Linked DNA regions of Mus musculus: region 2 is linked to region 1. A link is a contact called in public Hi-C data. All regions are on one chromosome and are shown on one strand. Each heading gives the region's core, a stretch centred on a gene start, on an enhancer-like site or on the middle of the called end of the contact. The rest is flanking DNA. Distances are from core to core; before and after follow the strand shown.

Region 1 (7,737 bases), core at 1,557-4,056:
TGTGTACATGCATGTAGAGACCTGAAGACAACCTTAGCATAGGATGTGAAGGGGACGGCTCCTTTTCTTGTGGCCTTCCAGTCTGAGTATGGAGATAAACAATGAGTAGATAAAGTCACCTTATGACTCAAGATAGGTAAATAAAGTAACAAGAGACAAGGCAGGGGACAGTCATATTTGCTATCTGAGTGGAGACCTGTGGGGACCTGGAGAGCACTCTAGACAGGAAGATTAAGACAGACACGGATAAATGTCTGATAAGAGTGGATAAGAGTGTAGAGTGACCTGTGACTGGAAAATAGAAAGTACTGTAAGGAAGGAAATTGACGTATAAAGTTGGTCAATCATGGTGGAACAGGAGGATTGCACTCTGTGTAGTGCTCTCCATTTCAAATGGCTGGTGAAGCAGGTGGCACAGGTGGACAGCACAGGTGGGACAGGTGGCAAGTGGAAAAGGTGGGACAGGTGGAGCAGGTGGGACAGGTGGGGCAGGTGGACAGCATAGATGGGACAGGTGGGACAGGTGGGGCAGGTGGGGCAGGCTACAGTCAGACCTCTCACAGTTCTGGCGCCTGAAGCAGAGATCAGACTGAAACTGCATAAAACCAGCAGGCCAGTGCTGACTCTGCTTACAAGGGCACTGGGGTCCTTTAAGCCAGGAACAGTGGTACAAGTCTCATAATCCTACTACTAGGGAGGCTGAGGCAGGAGGATTATAACTGTGAGGTCAATCTGGGTTAGAAAGCAACTTCCAGGACAGAGTGGGCTACATGTCAAGACCTTGTTTTAAAACAAAGCAAAGGAAAATTACATCTGTAATTCCAAGACTCGGAAGGCTGAGGTAGGAGAGTTGTAAGTTTGAGGCTAGCCTGAGTTTTATATATATCTTGTCTCATAAATAAGTTTTTTTTTCTCCTTAAGACACTAAGTATCATCACGAACACTCCGCCACTGTGATCTTATTTCCCAAAAGGCTCCACTTACAAACACTGGGGATTGTATTTTAACATTTGAATTTTGTATAACTCCTGAGCACCGGTGATAATCGATCCACAGCAGCCAACACTCTAAGCTAGCCCTGGCAAGCCAGGTTGAACAATCACCCTAATTTTTTATATTTATGTACTCGCTTTAATCCCCTGGAGCTGGAGTTATAAGCAGTTGTGGGCCTGCAGCTGTGAGCATTGTGGGTGTTGAGAACAAAGCTTACCACAAGCACTCATAAGCGCTGGGTCATCCTCCAGCCCTGGTTCTCCTAGCTAAGGTCATTCCATCCTTGTTTAAAGCCTTCATGAGTTTCTCACCACTGTGAAGCAGCCTTGTGCTCCTCAGCCCACTGTGGAGGCCAGCCCAGCCTTCCCTGCCTTTGCTCCACTGCCTTCCTGTTTAATTGAGCACACCACTTCTTCCACACCCAGGACCCCTTACCTGTTCTTCCTTCTTCAGAGAGGCCTTCACCTCCAGCTGACCTAAGTCAGTCCCTCACTCATCTTCCTGTCTATTTTCTTTGCTTTGTCCAAGCTGATAGCCTCTTGCATGTTTGGTAACTCATCTTGCCTGTCCCTTGACCACAACAGAGGGCCCAGCCATAGAAAGCTCTCAACTGGTCCAAAGAATGACAATCACACTCCCATTCTGAACATGTAGGAAAGAGAGGCTCTTCCTCAGTGGGGTAGTAGCCAGGGAGGGGTATGAAGACTGCTCAGAGGTACCTGCCAACTTGCCAGAGTCTAGGGCAGAGAGTTGAGGTAGAGGGCTCAGAAGTCGAAAAGACTGGCCTGTGCTGAAGAGCTGGCTCAGTCAGCATATGCACGTACACACAAGTAAGTGCATACGTGTGCATGCACACACACAGAAGTTTATTTGGAGGGATTTAGGAAGAGGCTTGGAACTCAGGAGGCTTGGGGGAATTTGTTTTTCTGTTTCCGTGTTTTCTATAAAACCTTAGGAAAGTCTCCAGCACATCCCCATGTGTTGGAGTTTATCCTTTTCCAAACATGACAGCTTGCAACACCTGTATCAGCAGGTATGGAGAAGGGAGACTAGGCTGATAGGGACATCAGCCTCAGCTGGGCATAGAGATGCTTCTGAGCACCAATGCTGTTTGTCTTATCTTCAGGTGTCAGACAGTGGCCTCCCCCCCTTGTCATCTTCCACATTGGTCAGAGTACACATCACGGAGCAGAGTCGCTACCCGCCCTCCACACTCCCATTGGAAATCTTCATCACGAAGGGGGAGGAGGAATTTCAGGGTGGCATGGTAGGTAAAATCCATGCCACCGACCGAGACCCTCAGGACACACTGACCTACAGCCTGGATCGAGAGGGAAGCCTGGGCAAGTATTTCACAGTGGGTGCATCCGATGGCAAGATTATTGCCTCTCAAGGACTGCCTCGTGGCCGATACTTGTTTAATGTCACAGTCAGTGATGGGACCTTCACCACCACCACTGGGGTCCATGTCCATGTGTGGCACATGGGGCAGGAGGCTCCGCAGCAAGCTGTGTGGCTGGGCTTCCACCAGCTCACCCCCGAGGAGCTCGTGAGCGATCACTGGCGCAACCTGCAGCGATTCCTCAGCAATATCTTGGACATCAAACGAGCCAACATCCACTTGGCCAGCCTGCAGCCTGCAGAGGTCACAGCTGGGGTGGACGTGCTTCTGGCCTTTGAGGGGCATTCTGGAACTTCCTATGATCTCCAGGAGCTGGCATCTGCCATAGCTCACTCAGCCAAAGAGATGGAGCACTCGGTAGGAATTCAGATGAGGTCAGCTCTGCCCGTGGTACCATGCCAAGGGCCAAGCTGCCAGGATCAAACCTGCCAAGAGACAGTGTCCCTGGAGCCCAGAGTGGGGCCCTCTTACAGTACAGCCAGGCTCAGCATCCTGACACCACGACACCACCTGGGGAAAAACTGCTCCTGCAATGGTAAGAACAGGGGTTGGATTGCTGGCTCCTGGCTATCTGCCTCCATGTAAACTCCCACCAAGGTTCATGAGCATAGCTATAATCAAACTAAATGCCAGAGACCAACACACCACGGGGAGTTTGTTGTCACAAAGCCTAGTCATGGGGTACTCCTCAGGTTCTCTCTGCCTTCTGGAATTCTGAAAGTTAACAGTTGATTGCAATAGAAATAGTGCCTAAAAGCACAGACTGGGGCATCAGGCTCCGGGAATTTACTTCTTCACCCTGGAGGGAATTCTTTGACCTCTCTACACCCGTGGGCTTTGCTACTGTAAGGATTGAGATTGACATTTCAGGTACTCTTGGAAAAGAGCCTGACAGACATGTCAGCTCCTGATGCCCCTGCTGTTAGCTCCACAGCCTGCTGATATCAGCTCAAGAAGTAAACCCAACATAGGTTTAGACCTCAGCTCTGTCATCTCCTAATGGGTGGCTTCTGTAAAGTCCACAAAATTCCTGTTGCCCATCAATAAACTAGAATAACAAGAGCACCCCCCCACAATTGGTTTGGGGAGTAACTTACATATAGATATAATAGCACATAGCCCATGGGTGGCCACTGTAAGCCCAGGATCCTGGCTGTCACCCACATGGGAGCAGTCAGTGCTGTAAAGAGCCTGCAGTGTACCAGGCTCCATGTGGGTCATCAGTCCCTTCTGTGTAAAGACGGCCATCATACATCCTCCAATGGAGGCCAGGCATCATACACCAGTGTGTGTGGCTTTCAGAGCCTTGCACTACTGATGCCCCACCTGGAGCCTGGCATACTGCTCAAAGAGACTGTTCCGGGCAAGCTGCTAAAAGTTCTCATTGCAAAACCATGGGTAATTCCTTCCTTTGGCATTCCCGTGGTGGGTATGGAGGAAGGGAGCCTAAAGGCGGGCCTTACAACACTGAGCCTTCATATTCTGAGCCTTGACAGAGCTTCCTACTACACTAATATATTGAGTTTTGGAAAACACATTGAGGTGTTTGCCTCTTGGGATTCCTTATACCTAAGCTTCCTCCCTGCCCTCCTTTCCTTTATTGTCCTTTCTTGAGGTTTCTTGCCCAGGTATCAGGAACCTATGACACATGAATCAATTTTCTGGGTGTCCTATTTTTCAAAATATATGGGTAGTGTTAGATTTAAAAGCTTGGCTCACCACATCTGATTAGCTGATTTTTCTTCCGTCATGGTGGAAGCTCACTGTTCCTGAGTCTCAGGCTGGAAGTGATTCTGTGGAGCTTGTACCCAGCGGGAGGCATGCAGGGTGACAGCCTAGCTCCCTTAGTGGCTCTGGAAATGTGATCCACCCAATCCCAGCCTGGACTCTTCGTATATCAGATGTGGGAAGTGTCCGATCTGCCACCCAAAGGTTGAATGAGACAAAGTCGGCCTAAGGGATCTGTGACATCTCAAGAGTAGTGACACCTCGGGTTCATTTGCAGGTACCACCTGGAGGTTCAGTGGTCAGAGCTACATGCGGTATAGGCCCCTAGAGGCTCAGAACTGGCAGATCCATTTCTACCTGAAAACGCTCCAGCCATGGGCCCTTCTGATGTTCACCAATGAAACAGCCTCTATTTCCTTGAAGGTAAGGTGACTCCCACCTGAGTGGCTTCCATGGGCACCCCAGACTGGGGACATGAGGGATGCAGGGAGGATGTCTGAGCTGATTCCTGGCAAAGGATCCCCTCATGCTTTTCAAGGATGCTGAGTGTGACTGTCAATCAGAACACACAATCAGACACGGGCCTTTTACCTGGAGATACACAACCCAGGCCATTCAGGGGTGGGGCTGCTTGCTCTGTGGAATGAGAAATTCCTGGAGGAGAGAAGGATGTGAGCTCACACAACCCTGGCACTGTAAGAATAGTGTGTGTGTGTGTGTGTGTGTGTGTGTGTGTAAGATGCCCCCTCCAAGTATCTGAGCCCCCCCACTGGGGGCCCGAGGGTTCCTTTCACTCCTGCCCATGCAATGTTGCACCTACCATCCCTGGGCCCACCCCCCCCCCCACCTCACTGCTGCACGACCCCCTACATATCCCTGCAGAGGGAAAAGAAAGGATGACGACTGGACTGGGGGGTCGGGGGAGGTGAGGCCCTGAAGGGAAAAGGGAAGGCTGGCAGGAATGGAAAGAGGAGTCTCCTGGGGCATGGGAGGGGGCTGAGGCAACAAACTCATTTATGCTCAGTCTCTCAAGGATTCTTTTTATGTCCCATGGAACTCTCATCTGCTGCCTGGTCAAGTCACACCCACAGTCAGGAAGTAGAGATAGATGCTGGTGCTCAACTCCCTTCCCCCTTCTATCCAACCCAGGACCCCATGCCACATTCAGGATGGTCTTCCCCCCTCAGTTAAGCCTTTCTAGAATCTCCCTCATAGACACACCTGGATGTGTGTTTCCATGGTCATTAGTTGCCGATGGAGAAAACACATCACAGGGGGTAGCTGTCCAGGCACGTTGGTTGTGATGGCCAGCTGGATGAACAACAGGAGCCTATTGGCATTCTTTTTGTTTTTAACCTTTTATTGGCTCTCCCACGCTTGACTGTTGGCATTCTTAAACAATAGCCCAGCGTCTACATGGCTCCCGTGACGAAAGCAAGGTGGACAGACCTCACAGTGGGGCCAGAGTGTAATGGAATTGGGGGTTGGGGGTGAATCAGTGAAGGTCTCAGAGGTCCTTGCAAAAGGCTTTGCTTTCATCTGATCAAAACAGAGGATTTCAGAAGACCTGTAGCAAACACAATGGTCTGCCTTATTGTCACCACAGTTCTTGGCTTGAGAATAGAATTTAGAGGAACAGAGACAAGAATAGAGCGATCCAGACAGGAGGAGGAAGAGGCACCAATAACCCAGGGGAGTGAGGGTGGCTTGTGAACATCACTGTGAAGAAAGTGTCCAGCTTTGGAAAGGAATTAGAAGCCAACAGCCTGTCCCAGTGCACAGAAGATGGAGTAGAGAGAGCATGGGAGTGTAGTTTGGCCTGAGCCACTGGAATGGTGGAGCTGTTGCTAAAGACCTGGGTAGAAGAAGTTGGGGGGTATTGGGAGCTCAGGTTAGACATGTAGACTTCCACAAGGAGGTAGCATAACCAGTCTAGTGTTGTGAGAGAGGCCTGGGGTAGGGCTGGAGAGACATAGGGTCAACAGCACGTTACTGAAAGCCATAAGGCTTCGTGAGAACACCAGGGAGTATAGCTCAGGAAACAGGCTAAGACTCTTAGAGCACAGTCCAATGAAGAAAGAAGACAGAAGAAGAGAAGGGTATGAAGCACGAGCCTTCAAATGGGCTTAGGAAAAAAAAATAGACTTGGAGCATGGCATCCAGGAAGACAAGTGCACTTGGATTAGAAATAAGCTGGGGGTTAGGCTTAATAAGGGAGAGTTTGCCTAGTGTGCGCAAGGCTCTGGGATCATCCTAAGAAGAAGGGGAAAGGGAAGAGGAGGAGGGAGAGGAGAGGGAGAGGAGGAAGTACTGGGGGAATATGAGGAGGAAGAAAAAGGAGGCAAGAAAAGGGGAAGGAAAGGCAGAAGATGGAGGGGAATGAGAAAGACTGAAGAAAGGAGGAAAGGAGGATGAGAAAAGGGACGAGGGGGAGGGATAGTGGGCAGAAGGAGGAGGAGACAGTCATGATAGCTGAGTGACTGGCTGCTGAGAGCAGAGCAGAATGGGAAGATCTGTCATTTGATGCAGCAACACAGAGCACCCTGAACACTGACTGACATCAGTGGTTTTTATCACAGGACAGATAGGTCCATTTGGGGGACAAAGAAAGAAAATGATTCCAAGTTCAAGACAACTTTATCTTTTATTTTAAGATTGGGAGGCTGGTCTATGTTTGTGGAGTGGCTGAAATAATCCCTAAGGAATGGTCATAATGTGACACAGTAGAGAAGAGACCAGGGAACATGGTGTTGGAGGAGGTGAAGGGGACATGGGTCAAGAGAGGGACCAGCTTTAGCTGAGGAGGACGGTTGTGATGTCGGAGCACCTGTGAGCACCCTTGGCACCCTCAGCAGGAAGCAAGACCGTCAGCAGAGAGCTCCGTGTCTGAGGAGAGAAAAGTCATGTTGAGTCACAACTGGTTGATCTGATGTTAGGCAGCACTGGAGGCTCATCTGCCATTGGGGCCATTGGATGAAGGCTAGGGCAGTGGATGAGGACATGGAAGACATTTCCTCCAGCAATGTTCAAAGTTTTCTAAAGAAACTGCCTTGCCCATATTAAACAGGAAAATATTTGGCCCTGGGCATGCCTAGTTTCTGTTGTCTTGCTTTTTTGTTTTTCAACACAACATCAACCTGATGCTTGCCCGCACAGGCGACTGAACCCGCATCAGAGGCTTACGAGCCAAGCACACTCCCACTGAGCTACACGCCCCAGCCATGCTTTTTCTGTTTTGCAGCAGGGTCTCTCTGTGTATCCCAGATTGGCCTGGTATGCTCTAAAGCATACCTATCTGTTGAGAGTAAAGAAAAGTAGAATGCTCTAAGCCAGGGGTTTTCTAACATCTTAACTCCAGGGACTTATGATGTGTGCGCATGCAAATGTGCAGAGGGCAGAGGGCAGCTTTGGGTGTCGCTCCTCAGATGTCCTCTACCTTGGTGTTGTTTAGTTTCTTGCTAATCTGGAGCTGAACACTTAGGCTAGGTTAGCTGGTCTAAGCACAGTCACCAGTGATCCCATCAGTAAGGTATCTTTGGGCCTCAGGTTCCTCATCTGTCAAGTGGGATCTTGCCCTTTCCATGAAATATGGTGAGGACTGGATGGAATTTTGA
Region 2 (7,737 bases), core at 2,494-4,993, 66 kb before region 1:
CACATCCCACAGAGACCAAGCAGCACATGCAGGGCCACAGCAGGCAGCCTTCAAGTATAGGCGCCTTCGCGCTTGTGGGGAGGACGGGGCAGCTGTTCTGGGAAAGTACAGTGAGCTGGACTATGAAGGGAGTGCAGATCAGTTCGTTTGCTTGCTTTCATGTGCTGAGACAGTGTCTCTCACTATCTCAGGCCATCTTGGAACTCACTATGTAGCCTAGACTGGCCTCAAACTTGCAGCAATCCCCTGTCTCAGTCTTCCAAGTGCTGGGATTATAAAAATGAGCCCTGAAATTAGTTTTGTTTGTTTGTTTGTTTGTTTGTTTGTTTGTTTTTGAAACAGGGTTTCTCTATGTAGCCCTGGCTGTCCTGGACTTGCCTTGTAGACCAGGCTGGCCTTGAATTCACAGAGATCCACCTGCCTCTGCCTCCAGAGTGCTGGGATTAAAGGCGTGTACCCAACACACTTGGCTAATTTTTTTTTCTTATTAAGACACTTTTAAAAATTGCTTTTGAGTCAGAGTCTCTCACCATGTAGCCCAGGCTGGCCTCCAACTCCTGACCCTCCCACTTCGGCTTCCCAACTGCTGGCATGACAGGTATGGGCCACCATGCCTGGAACATAGCCATTTTTACATATAGACAGTGGAGGATCATTCATATATACAAATGTACACAGTGTTAAGGGTCCTCGTCCTTTGCCTTTAATAACCACACCTCCTCCAAGCCTCTCCCAAGCTTCTGGCCCAGGTATTTTTTGAAGCAAGTCCACCTGGATCTCTCTGCAGATCTTAGCATTGCATATTTATTTATGTATTTATTTATCGTGTGTGTGTGTGTGTGTGTGTGTGTGTGTGGTCGAGGGAGTGCCGTGATGCACATGGTAATAAAAGGAACTTTCGGGAGTCAGTTGTCTCTCTCTAGGGATTGAATCTCTGTTGTCAGGCTTGGTGGCAAGTGCCTTTACCCACTGAGCCATCTTTCTGGGTCCCATGCCCACAGGTCTAAAAGCAGGGCTATGTGTGACTTGCCCTCTACAAGCACTGAGAGGCAATGAAGAAGCTCAGGTCCCAGTGTCTCACTAGGCACATCTGTCTGAGAATGAAGATGAAAACTAAAGGTTAAGATATCTTGTCCTGCATAGGCTAGTCCAGGTTCTTATATGCCGCCATTACTCACAGACTAACTCAAAACCTGTCTCTAAACCTATTGCCATCTGTAGTACAGAAGAACTCAGTTTGAGCATTTTGTAGCTTGAAGCTTGCAGAAGGCAGCAACTCCTTGCCTCGCTCAGCATCGTTCCTAGTCCTGAGGTCACAGTGGCCAGTTCAAGGCCACCAGTGTAGCCAGAGTGCAGCATCACTCTTCCCAGGCAGGTCGGGTAGAAGCTGCTGCAGCAAGCAGACCCATCAGCTTCCCTGGGCTCCTATGCCCACGGCCAGGCTGAGCAGGATGGCACACGCCGGTGTGGGATAACGTCAGCCTGTGAGAGTGTGTTGGCTTGCGTGAATTCACGTGCCTGGAATCAGAGCGCCTGTCTATCCCATCCTCCCTGGGTCCTCCCAAAACATTTGGGACCCAAGGGTCCTGAACTGTATTGCTCTGGGCCCTTGGGGGATCAGTCAGGGAAGCAGAGGGGGTGGTGCCGGGACGGTCTCCATGTGTGTGAGTTCTGCAGCCACTCCTGGCCTGATTGTCACTGTCCATCTCTACGGTCCAACTTTCGCCTCAACGGAGAGGCACACACTGCCACCACACTCACACGTTACAGCTAACAGAGCTACCGGCTCATGGTAATTGAATACCGTGTGTCAGCAGCTCTTAGTGAAGAGGAGCTCCTGAAGTCTTGGGAACTGATTCAACTCCCAGGATCTCAGACCCTTGGATTCAGACCAGAAACCAGGCCCTGCTGGACCCTCCTATCAAGCCTTGGCACAGAGCCTGGACAGTGTCTACTATAACTTTTAAAGTTCTCTTCGTAAACTTTCAAAAGGAGAGCACATGAAGCCCTTGCTGTAGCTGCTGAGGTTTTGTAAAGCAAAAGAAACCAGGACCCAACCAGAGCCCAAAGCAAATGTCCCGGGCCCCAGGAGCCCTCCTAAGGTCCCTTGTCATGCTAGCTCCCTCTTTGTAGTGCATGACCCATATCCAGCTGGCCACCTCAGGATGGCAACACCTCCCTTCTCTGGCTATGCACTCCAGTCAGAGCACTAATGATGCGGGAGGCCCATTATTGACGTTGCTAAACTAAACCTGACCTTTAAGCTGTTTTGCTGTGACCGTCCTGTTCTGTGGCCCTAGATCAGAGATGAACTTTTCAGATGTTTAGAAAAGCAGCCAATTCCATGTGTAAAGGAGTAAAATGTGGCAGGGGCTGAGAAAGTAGATTTTTCATGGGCTTGGAGGCTCCGGGCAGGGCACTATAGAGCATTGGTTTCCATAGTCCTGCCTTGCCGGGCACAGTTCCCATACAGCTTGGTTTTGAGCACTACCCCGTTTCTGGTTCCTGGTTCCTGGGGGTAGGAAGAGACCCCACTTGATCCAGAGCCAGTTAGACGGCTGCCATCATTTACATGGCTCCTTCCCTATCAAAGTCACCTCTGAACACTTACTAGGGCTTAAAAACCTTTCTAATGAAATATGATATTCATACAGAAAAGAGCATGAGTCATAACATTCAATTTAGTGAAAACTAACCAACTCCAAGATAAACATTAACATACCTTCCATCCAGACACCCCGCTTTGTGTGCCTTTCACCAACTGCTCCCACACCTTTGAAGGTAATTTTACCCTAATCTAACTCATATCTTCTATTTGCCTATTTTAACCTTTATATACTAGTTGTAGCACAATGTACACATGTACACATACACGCACACGCACACGCATGCACACACACACACACACACACACACACACACACACACACACACAGCTCCACATCATAAACAAGACCCATCTGCATGGTTCCAAGAACAATGATTCTTCTTCTTTGCTGCATAGTATTCTAATACACAACCATACCCCAGTAGACTTAAGCATTTGGCCCTGGTTCTTTGGGCTGTTTGATAGAGATAATGATGATGAAGAATCTCAGGTGAAGGTTTGTTTCTGTTTCTATTGGTCCATGAGCTGTGTGTTCATGCACAGAGGCTATCATTTTCAGGTTCAGTTCTATTTATTGCAAGAGGACCATGTTTCATGGGCTGGGACTCTCTGGAGGTGGACAGACTCTGTCTCAGGAAGGTAAACAATTGCCCCTGGGGCCCTAAAACAGATGGATGCAACAGGTACAGGTTCTGAATCCAGGTGAACTTCAGATATGTGAGGTTGGTTGCTTTCCCTCCTGGCCACTCTTCTGGGTGATCCATTTGGCAGTCTACCAAGGTCCTATGCTCCCACAAGAGCATCCAGAAGATACCCAATCATGCTTCTCAAAGGCTGTGGTCTCCAACACACCAAATCCCTTATCTGACCTCGAAGATCAAAGCCTTTCTATAAAATCTCTTCCTCACATTGTCCAACTGCACCAACGCCCTAAGGGGGATCTGGTCTCTCAAATGAGATACAGCCCCAATGGAAGACCCTAAGGGAAGAGCCATGTGTCTTGTTCAGTAGATCCTCAACTCCAGACACACCAAAATCATCCAGGAAACTTGTTAGACTCCTATTCCTGAGCCCCACCCCTGAGGATCTTGAGTCAATAGATCTGGGGTGGGGCTGGGATATTTATGTTTTAACCCCTGGTTACCACAGCAGCCTGCTTTGCAGAGCACAGGCTGCTCCACAGATCCATTGACTCCTATGTCTGCAGATGAGCAGAAGGGATATACATTTAGAGTAGACAAGGGAACTTAGGATGTACAGAGTCCTGAAATGGAGGGGTGTGGTTGGGGTCCAGCACCTTTGAGTCAACAGAGGATGCTCCAAAGACAACCCTCACTCACCAGGAGCCGCTGGCCCAGTATGCACTCTTTCCTCATTGCTAGAAGACTGTTCTCTACCTGCTGTGACCTGCCAGCCTGCCTGGTTCTGTCCTAAGCTGCCCTGCTCAGGGGAGGGAGAGGACAGATGGACAGAAGGCTGGGTAGGGCCAGGCTGGAGAGAAGGGAACTCAAGGAAGGATTGGACATGGAGCCTTGGCTGAGAATCTGCTGGTATGAGCGGTCCCATGGTATTAGGATTCCTGCTGTGGGGGGGGGGGAGGGACCACAGAACCTCTCCCTTCCTGGTGGCTCTTTCCAACCCATGGGCATGAACAGACAGGCCAGGCAACTGTTCGACACATAGGCAATGTGAGTTTTACTCCAGCTTGGCTGTGGGATCAGAAAGGTGGGTCACTTATGTGAGTCCCATCAATGTCTTTGTGTGTGTGTATGTGTGTGTGTGTGTGTGAGTTCAAGGACAACTTGCAGAAATCAGTTTTCCTTCCACTGTGTGGATTCTTGGGATCAAACTCAGGTTGCCAGGCTTGGCAGTGTGCACCTTTGCCTGCTGAGCCATCTCGCTGGCCCTCAGCAGTCTTTTCCAGGACAAAGCTAAACTCGGGGTTGCTGGAGATGAAGGTACTATGTGCTCACCACCGTTTTAGCTTACAGTAAATGTTCGTTGTCACCTGCCTCTGAGATCTGCATGTCTCCACCCTCCGCTGAACCTCAGTGCATCACTAATGATAGTTTAAGGGAGCGTTGGCTCAGAGAGGTAGGAGAATAGGTAGTTCATCCTATCTCAGATGGTTGCTAGGCTCTACAGAATGAGGGACTCTGCCCTGGGATCACTCAGTCCCTCTGGTGACAACCATGCCATTGGGGTCGTAAGGTTCCAGGCATGGCTTTGTGCTGTCCACATCCCATCCTACTTTGGTCCCCTAATTGCCTGATGCTTATTTCCTGGTTGATGTATAAAAAGACCAAGGCTCAGTCAGGTCCCCTCGTTGGCTGAAAGTCACCAACAGGCCATGGGCCAAGGCAGGACTCGTCTGTACATGACCACCGTGGTATACTTCCTTGCCCTACCTGGCATATCTTCCTGTGCTAAAGTTGGAGGTAGAACCTGGCAGGGAGTGGCCACATCACCGAAGTGCTTGTGGGCAAGGAGCAAGGACAAGACACAGCATCCATTCCCTGTGTCTGGGTGGGGGTGGGGGCTGGGGGTGGGAAAGTCAAGCAGGAAGCTCTAGATACAGTACAGAGGGCAAGGGCTGTGTATGCTCTTTTACAAATGGAAATGTAGCAGAGAGGGCACCCTGAATATCTCTGGAGAACACACAGGGTCTGGAGGACCATCATCAGAAGGCATCTAAGTGGTCAGACTAGATCTCTGTCTCCCCTCCCTTCTCTTCTCCCCTCCTGTCCTCTTCCCCTTCCTCCCTTCCTTCTTTCCCTGGTCCTCCTTTCCTTTTCTTCCTCTTTCCTCTCCCCTTCTTCTCTCTCCCTTCTCCTCCCTCCCTCTGTCTCTTTCCTTTTTTTCCTTGAAGATAGAATTCAGGGCTGTGCACCTGCTTGGCAGAGAGCTGAGACCCCAGCCCATGTGTAGCATTTCCTCTCCATGCCCTTTCTTTTCTGTCCCTTCTGAAACCCTGGAAGAGTTCATATCTTTCAGGCTGCTTCTTCACATTTGAAACAAATCACTGCAAAGAGAGGAGTGTTACGGGCCTGCAGGTGTGTGTGTGTGTGTGTGTGTGTGTGTGTGTATGCGCACGCACGTGCAAGTGCACACACATGCGCAAGTGCACCCGCACACATATATGTGTGTCTCTGGGACTGCTCCCACAAAGAGCTCCTGGGCACACTGGTGACCAGTGATGTGTGGAGAATTCCCGAATTCCACAAATTTCTGAGCATGTACTGTGATAGGACTGACTTCAACTTGTCAGCTACTTCAGCATCTTGCCTGGCATCTTGCCAAATGCTTTTCACACTAAGTCCTTCAGGCCCCCCAGTCCCAGGGGTGGGGTGGGATAAATAGGAGCACTGAGGCTTGGGCTGGCAAAGCTTGGGAATCACAGATGCTGAAGAAGGCAAAAATACTTTCCAGTATCTTTAACATAGTCTTCACAGCAGTTTACAAGAGTAAAAGACAGGATTCAGACAGCGATTACTAAATCACTCATATGCACGATGTACATTTGGGTCATTAGCCCCAAGCTGCAGAAGTTACCAGAGGATTCAGTTTGTTTCTTGTATGAGTGTGTGTTGAGATTTTATGTGTGTGTGCACTCTGAGTTCACATGTGTTTGAGTACATATGTATGTCTCTGTGTGTGCACACAGAGGCCAGAAGTAGATGCTGTTTCTCTCGGCCTTATATATTGAGGCAGAGTCTCTCACTTGAACCCAGAGCTTGCTAATCCAGGGAGGTTAATAGTAAGCTTGCTTCAAGGATCCCATATTAACCTCTCAAGCACCCAACTACAGGCGGGTGGTCACGCCCACCTGACATTTATGTGAGTTTAGGGATCGAAACTCAGGGCCTCACACTTACAAGGCAAGCATTTAGCAGGCTGAACCATCTCCCCTGTCCTCATCCTGAACACACACACACACACACACACACACACACACACACACACACACACACACACACAAACACACACACAGTGTTTTCTACTTTAAAATATAATTCTGTGGCTGTGGGGTCAAACACAGGGCTTTCGGCACACCAGGCAAGCACTTGGGCACTGAGATGTGCCTTTAGTCCTTTTTTTTTTTAAATCAATAAAACTAAATGAAGTTATTTAACACACAACATGTTTTTGCAGTAAGGACATGTAAAATCTACTCCTAGTAATTTTCAGGTACATGATTTGTGTGTGAGTTGGGGAGGGAACACTGGGGAGTGAGCCTAAACCCTCGTGCGTACTCAGCAAACGCATCACCACTGAGATACATACACTTCGGCTCACTTTTTACTTTTTATTTTGAGGCAGTCTGACTACATTGCCCAGGCTGCCCTTGAACTCTCTCTGTACTCCAGGCAGGCCTGGAACTTGTGATCTTCCTGCCTCTGCCTCCTTAATAGCTGGGACTACAGATGTGCATCACAGAGACCAGCTATTGTTCCTCATTAAGAGTCACCTATTGCACCGTGGATCTCCTGAACTCCTAACTGAAATTCGGTGTCTTTTGACCAGCACTTCCTGCCTCCCACCGTTAACCGGTATTCCACTCTTGGAGTTTGTTAGTTCAACCTTAGAGTTTCCCTGAGAGTGAAAGGGAACAGCACAGGCTTTCCGCGTGCGTCTGCTCTGCTTCACTCGTGATGCCCTACAGCTTCATCTGCCTTGTTAGGAATGATGGGGTTTCCTTCTCTCTTCAAAATCTTGCTTTTGAATTTGATCTTCTTTTGAGAATTTCATAAATATATTTATGTCATTTATAAAGTAATGTATTTATATCATTTCTACCCTCCCTCTCCCTCTCTGACTGCTTCTGTGTTCCCCCTATTTTCTCTCTCAGATTCATAACCTCCTTTCTAATTACACACACACACACACACACACACACACACACCCTATTGAATCCATCTCATATTGCTTATACATACACACCTTTAAGACTGACCCTGGGGATCGGATAACTAGTCAAAAAGGATGAACTGGAGAAAACGAATTCTCCCTCCCTCATTAGCCATTGCTTGCCTGTAGCTCTTCATCTAGAATTGGGGCCTTGTGAAATTTCCTCGCATCTATGTTGGCGTGTCAACTGCTGTCACATCTTCTGTGAGACAGTATTCTGG

Evidence for each region. Hi-C and Micro-C count contacts between places; a contact is called where the count stands out from the background.
Region 2: a Hi-C map of cerebellum shows a contact between it and region 1, with 1.7 times the contacts expected there. The contact joins two enhancer-like sites. A contact is called at or near these places in 2 of 39 promoter capture datasets (embryonic stem cells and macrophages), 5 of 484 Hi-C or Micro-C datasets (adipose-derived mesenchymal stem cells, brain, cerebellar granule neurons and 1 more), 2 of 115 datasets of contacts at active chromatin or transcription factors (embryonic stem cells and pancreatic cancer cells) and 2 of 9 other capture datasets (adipose tissue and liver).

Annotation. Positions count from the first base shown.
Region 1 is chr11:55,257,255-55,264,991 of GRCm38.p6, reverse strand. Fat2 (FAT atypical cadherin 2) reads left to right here. Exons shown (of 23, transcript NM_001029988.2): 18 at 2,120-2,930; 19 at 4,401-4,546. Among named protein-coding and RNA genes, the nearest start is that of Fat2, 51 kb to the left of the region's middle. Within about 2 kb of position 2,806, at least 11 of the 459 cell types and tissues checked have an H3K27ac peak or open chromatin away from gene starts, as enhancers often do. A contact at or near this core is called in cerebellar granule neurons and cerebellum, where this site is marked.
Region 2 is chr11:55,324,522-55,332,258 of GRCm38.p6, reverse strand. It overlaps a transcript of Fat2 not described here. Among named protein-coding and RNA genes, the nearest start is that of Fat2, 16 kb to the right of the region's middle. Within about 2 kb of position 3,743, at least 12 of the 459 cell types and tissues checked have an H3K27ac peak or open chromatin away from gene starts, as enhancers often do. A contact at or near this core is called in cerebellar granule neurons and cerebellum, where this site is marked.